Linked DNA regions of Canis lupus: region 1 is linked to region 2. The links are chromatin contacts, called in public Hi-C maps. All regions are on one chromosome and are shown on one strand. Each heading gives the region's core, a stretch centred on a gene start, on an enhancer-like site or on the middle of the called end of the contact. The rest is flanking DNA. Distances are from core to core; before and after follow the strand shown.

Region 1 (2,700 bases), core at 89-2,588, 150 kb after region 2:
TCCAGGGCGCATCCCAATCCCCGCAGCGCCTCCTCCGCCGCCGCCGCCTCCTCCTTCCCCTCCTCCTGGCTTCATTCACCCTCCCAGCCGCCGCGCAGCCGCTCACTCCCGGCGCCGCTCCTCCGCTGCCGCCGCGGGCGCTGGCGGGGGCGCCGGCCCGGGCTGGGGCGCTCGCGGGCTCCGGGCTCCGGGCGGCGGCGGCTGCACATGATCAGGAAGCGGCCGCACCAACAGGGCGGCGGTGGCGGCGGCGGCGGCGGCGGCGGCGGCGGCGGCGGCGGAGGAGGAGGAGGAGGAGGAGGAGGCGGCAGGGCCGCCGCCGCCGCCGCTCCAGCCGCGCTCCCGGCACCCGCACGTCGGCTCCCCCCGCGCCCACCCCTCCGCGCCCCCCGCGCTCCCACCGCCCGGCGCCCGGCCGCGCGCAGAGTCCCGGGCCGCAGCCACACGCCGGGCGAGGCCGGCCTCCGCGGGGGACCCCCCGCCCCGGGCTCAGGGGCCGGGCGGCCCTCGCGGGGGGCGGGGGGGAGGCCCGGCCCCCCTCCGGACCCACTGGCTCCGCCGCCCTCCCGGGGGCCCGGGCTGCGCAGGGGGCGGCGGGCGAGAGGGCAGCGCGACCCCCGGCCGCCGCCGCCGCCGCCGCCGCCGCCTCCAGGGAGGGGGACGCGGGTCTCCGCACTCGCGGCCGGCCCGGCAGCCCCGCCGCTCCCCCGCCCGCTCCCGCTCCCGCTCCCGCACCCCCAGCCCGGGCGCGCCCCCTCGCCGGGCGGGCGCCCACCGGCCCGGCAGCCCCCCTGCCGTCAGTCCCTGCGCCCCGAGCGGGGGTGTCGGCCCGGGAGGCTGGAGCGGGAGAAGGCGGTATGTACACACACACACACACACACACACACACACACGACACAGCACGACGCGTCGATTTCCTTCGCTCCTCTTCCAGCTGTTTTCTGTGCCGGCGACTGGGGTTTGGGGTTTGTTTGCTGGTTGTTGCTTTTGCCCCTCTCTGGAGAGCGGGGGTAGGGGCCAATTTTAATCTAGATAAGGGGCGAAGGGGATGGGGGAGGGGGAGGAGAGAATCAGAGGAGAAAAAAATAGCCACTTACTGTAAAGTGTAAATGGATCTGGGGTTGCGTGGGGAAGGGGGGGCAGAGGGAGAGAAACAGTGTCTTGCGGCTGCTGTAGCTCTGGCGGCTGCTCCGCGGGGCTTGTTTTGTGATCCCCCTGCAGTGAAACAGGTCCTGTACGGCTCCGCCACTGTAGTAGAAATGATGTCTGCGGTACACTCTGCTCTCTCCTCCTCCTCCTCCTCCCCGTCCTCCTCCTCCTCCTCCTCGTCCTCCTCCTCCTCCTCCTCGCCCTCCTCCTCCTCCGACCCCCCCGCTCCCCTCCCCTCCCTCCTCCCTCCGCCCGCCCGCCCTCCCTCCCTCGCGCTCTCTCGCGCTCGCTCGCTCGCTCGCTCGCTCCAGTATGTAAATGTGTAATAGAAGCCAAATATGGAGCAGTTGGCTGCCGCCGCCGCAGCTCAAGGATCCGACTTGGGGGTGGGGGGTGGGGGGGTGGCGGGGGGGGCCCCGCGGCGGGCGGCGGGCGGCTCGGAGCAGCGCGAGCGCACGGCGCGGCGGACGGCCCGGCCGGCGCCCTTAACCCTTGGCTGCGCGCGGCCCGGGGAGGCGGCCCCGGGAGGCGGCGCGCGGCCGGCGACCGGCTGGCGAGCGGGGGGCGGGGGGGGCGCCTCCGGCCGGAGGGACGCTTCTTCCAGGTTTGGGAAAGGGGCGGGGAGCTGAAGCGATGAGGTAATTTCAGCGGTGACCGGTCGGTCCTCGCGCGCCTCCCCGGGTCCCTGCACCTAGTTGGAGGGGGACGGGGCGAGGACGGCGGGGTGCAGCTCGCGGCGGCCTGCAGGGCGCTCCGGGGGGTGTCGGGCTCCGGCCCGCAGGCGGAGGGGAGGGGGCGCGAGGGTGATCCCGACGTGCCCTGGGTCCGGGGCGCGCCGAGAATCGTCTAAGGGGGCAGACTCGGATCGCCGCGCGGCGGCTTCAGCCCCTGAACCGGGCCCGCGGGGCTGCGGGGATTGCCTCTGCGTGCGACTCGGGAAAGTTTGCAGGGTCCCCGCGCCCGCATGGGCACCGTCACCTTTCCCGCCTGCCGGAGCGGGTGCCCCCTCCTCCCACCCCCACCCCCCCACCCCCCACCCCCCACCCCGTTTCGCTTTCTGCAGGTCTGGAAATCCGCTCGGTAGCGCCCAGCCCCAGCCTCGGAAGACGACCCGCGCGCTGCTCTCGCGGCTCATTCGGATCATTAATTTAATCGGAAATGAGGTAACCGGTGCAGGAGACACAGAAAGCAAACCGAACGTCAAATGGCAGTTCTCGGGGATCCACGCTGGGGAACTTCCTCCGCGCTCGGCCCCCCGGCGCGGGTCCCCGCGGCCCACCGCCCCGCCCCCTCCGCGCGTGCCGCCGCCAGGTGTTAGCTGGGTGGCGAGGAGCCTGCTGTCGAGGGGTGCACCTTGCCAACAGGTGTGGCACCTGGAGGAAGCGCAGTGACATCCGTGCTGGAGGGAGCTCAGCGCGGCGGGCGGGCGTGCTTGCTGCAGATGATTCTGGAAGACCAGTAGGTGTCGGGGCAGCGTTTGACCTGTTTCAGGTGCTTCGAGCCCGAGTGTCTGGAAACATGATCTCTGCCCATAAGTTTCTCTCTGGAAGC
Region 2 (2,700 bases), core at 114-2,613:
TGACGGGGTTAAAAGATGTGTCAGCAACCTCAGGTGAAACTCCCAGATTATGAGATAATCTTCAACATGGGCAAGAATGTTAAAATTACATTGTATTTTTTCATTTTTCTTTTTAAGTCATCTCTACACCCAGTGTGGGGCTCCAAATTCACAACTCCGAGATCGAGTTGCACACTCTACTGATTGAGCCCCTCAGGGGCCCTTAAAAATCACATTTTAGGGACGCCTGGGTGGCTCAGTGGTTGAGCCTTTGGCGCAGGCCGTGATCCTGGGGTCCAGGGATCCGGCCCCACGTTGGGGCTGAGCCTGCTTCTCCCTCTACTTATGTCTCTGCCTCTCTGTCTCTCATAAATAAACTAAATCTTTAAAAAAAGATCACTTTTTATTTATTTAAAGATCTTATTTATTTATTCATGAGAGACACAGAGAGAGAGGCAGAGACACAGGCAGAGGGAGAAGCAGGCCCCGTGCTGCGAGCCCGACGCTGGACTCGATCCCAGGACCTCAGGATCACACCCTGGGCGGAAGGCGGCGCTAAACCGCTGAGGCACCCACTCGGGCTGCCCTAAAAAAAAAAAAAAAAAAAAAAAAAAATCACATTTGTAAAGGATCCCTTGGTAACACCGTTATGTAAAGATGCTATGAAAACACAATCATTTCCCCCAACTACAAAAAACTCTGATTTAAAAGGACTCTGTATTCCGATGTGATGTCACAACTGTGTCTGGCTTTTTATCTCACGACTAGAATACCTTTTCGGGAGAATTACTGCACGCTGTGGTTAAGTGCTTAATGAGGGACTAATTAGTCCTCCTCCCAAGCCCTTAAACTCCGCAGGGAAATGAGGTCAGAGCCCACTTCCAAGCCTACAGCAGCAGATGGAGGAGGTTGCCGCAGCGGCACAGAGGAGCCCCTTTCCCGAGGGGAAGCCCGTATGACGGAGGACCCACCTCCAGCACGGGCTAGGCCCTTCGCGGTCAGGCACCGGGCACTTAAAAGCGAAACATATTTTTTAAGAAAGGCTTGCAAAGGAGCTGTTCCAGGCAGCGGGACCACCCAGCCACGCGTTCCTCCAGGCTCCTCCTCCCCGGGCCTCGCGGCCACGCCCCCGCCCCCTGATTGGCTGCCCGCGCCGAGGGGGCGGGGCCGGGCCGCGGCTGCTCCGCCTCGCCCCCCCCGCCCCTCCCGCCCCCCGCGCGTCCCGGCGCCCGCGCGGGAGCCCGCCTGCCAGTGGCTCCGTCCAGCTCCTCTTTCTCCAACAGGCACGGCGAGCAAATGAGAGGTTATGAACACCTCCAGTGGAAGGAGGCTCTGTAAGGGACCTTCGTCAGCAGCCAGTGTCCCGAGAGTGTAGGACGGATGTGCGCACCCCCGCCCCGCAGCCCTGCTGGGCGTGCAAGGACCGCACCTTCTGCTGGTCACAATTATGACAGCAGGGCAGGAAAAGGTTTCCTCGGGAAGGAGGCCTCTCGTGTTTATCCCCTCATAAACATAAAACTATTCCCAACACAAGGGAAAGTACATTCCTAAATGCAGTGCTGCCAAACCCACGGGGAGAGAGACAAGGCTGGAAGTAAAACCTTTGTGCTCCCCAACCTGATTCAAGTTTTAGTAGGAAGCCAGGAAGGCACACATCTCTGGCCAGCACAGCAGAGAGAAGCAGCTGAGTTCTCCACAGTGCTGGAAACAGAAGCAAGTAGGCCAGGATTAAGTAAAAGCAGTGGAGTCCATCCAGGGTGATGTTTGGATGCACCACTCTGGATGGTGTGCACAGCTTGTCACACCTTGCAGGGGCTGGTTGCCAGTGTAGCATGGTCTTAAGACCACAGCCCTCCAACAACTCCCTGTTCCTGTACCTCTGTAATTAGAATCTTTCCTTTGGCTTAAAGATGATCTTCCTCTTTAAATATGAGAATAACAGGCTACCTTGGAAGTGGAATAAAAAAAAAAAAAAGAACACACACATACACAGAAAGAGAACAGGTTTTGAATCAAAGCTAAATATTAATCTTACTTTTACCACTTTCCAGCTCTGTAACTTTGGGGAAGTTATTTACTAGCTTGACTCTCAAGTCCATCAGCTGTGAAATGAGACAAACACCTGTCTCAGAAAGTTGGTGCAAAGCTCAAGTTCAATTATGTATAGAAAAGTATGTGGCCCAAACCACACACAGAGCAGACATTCGGACACTGGTTTTCCTCTCCTTTTGTACAGAGCAGGTCAGAATAAGGGAGTGAGTTAGAACAGCATGATGACACTGGCTTCTGGATATGGAAATAGTGTGAAAGTCAGTAAAGATGGGGATGGGGGCAGCGGGAAAGCAGGGGACCCCGGGGCCCGGTAACAGACTGTTTCATAAACATGGTGAGGTCAGCTCTGCTCCAGGGCACATGGTAGCTGCAAGTTGACATGTATGTGCAATGCTGACTGGCTGGCAAGAATATAAATGTAGAGACCGGCCTCTGCCAAGGAGCCACACCTCACCCCTCCCAAAGCTCTCCCTTGCTTGGTGTTCTCCTGGGGCGATGAGGTGCTGGAGTGCATCTGAACATCTGTACTAGAGCATCACCTGCAAGGGAATGGAAGCAGATGAAACTTTGACCAGATGGCAGGGGGCAAGCCAGCAGAAGATACCAAGTGCAATTTCCAACTTGCTGAAGCCCAACAATGGCAACCAGATTCTACTGACCCACAGGCCA

The links. A called contact is a pair of places that touch in the nucleus more often than the background predicts.
Region 1: a contact with region 2 is called in a Hi-C map of blood, with 1.8 times the contacts expected there. The contact joins the promoter of ATXN1 here to the enhancer-like site in region 2. A contact is called at or near these places in 2 of 9 Hi-C or Micro-C datasets (amygdala and blood).

What each region holds. Positions count from the first base shown.
Region 1 is chr35:17,162,401-17,165,100 of UU_Cfam_GSD_1.0, forward strand. ATXN1 (ataxin-1) reads right to left here and starts at 1,339. Exons shown (of 8, transcript XM_038584226.1): 1 at 1,098-1,339.
Region 2 is chr35:17,013,983-17,016,682 of UU_Cfam_GSD_1.0, forward strand. All of the region lies in intron 3 of ATXN1 (ataxin-1), which reads right to left. Among named protein-coding and RNA genes, the nearest start is that of ATXN1, 150 kb to the right of the region's middle. Within about 2 kb of position 1,364, at least 12 of the 20 cell types and tissues checked have an H3K27ac peak or open chromatin away from gene starts, as enhancers often do. A contact at or near this core is called in blood, where this site is marked.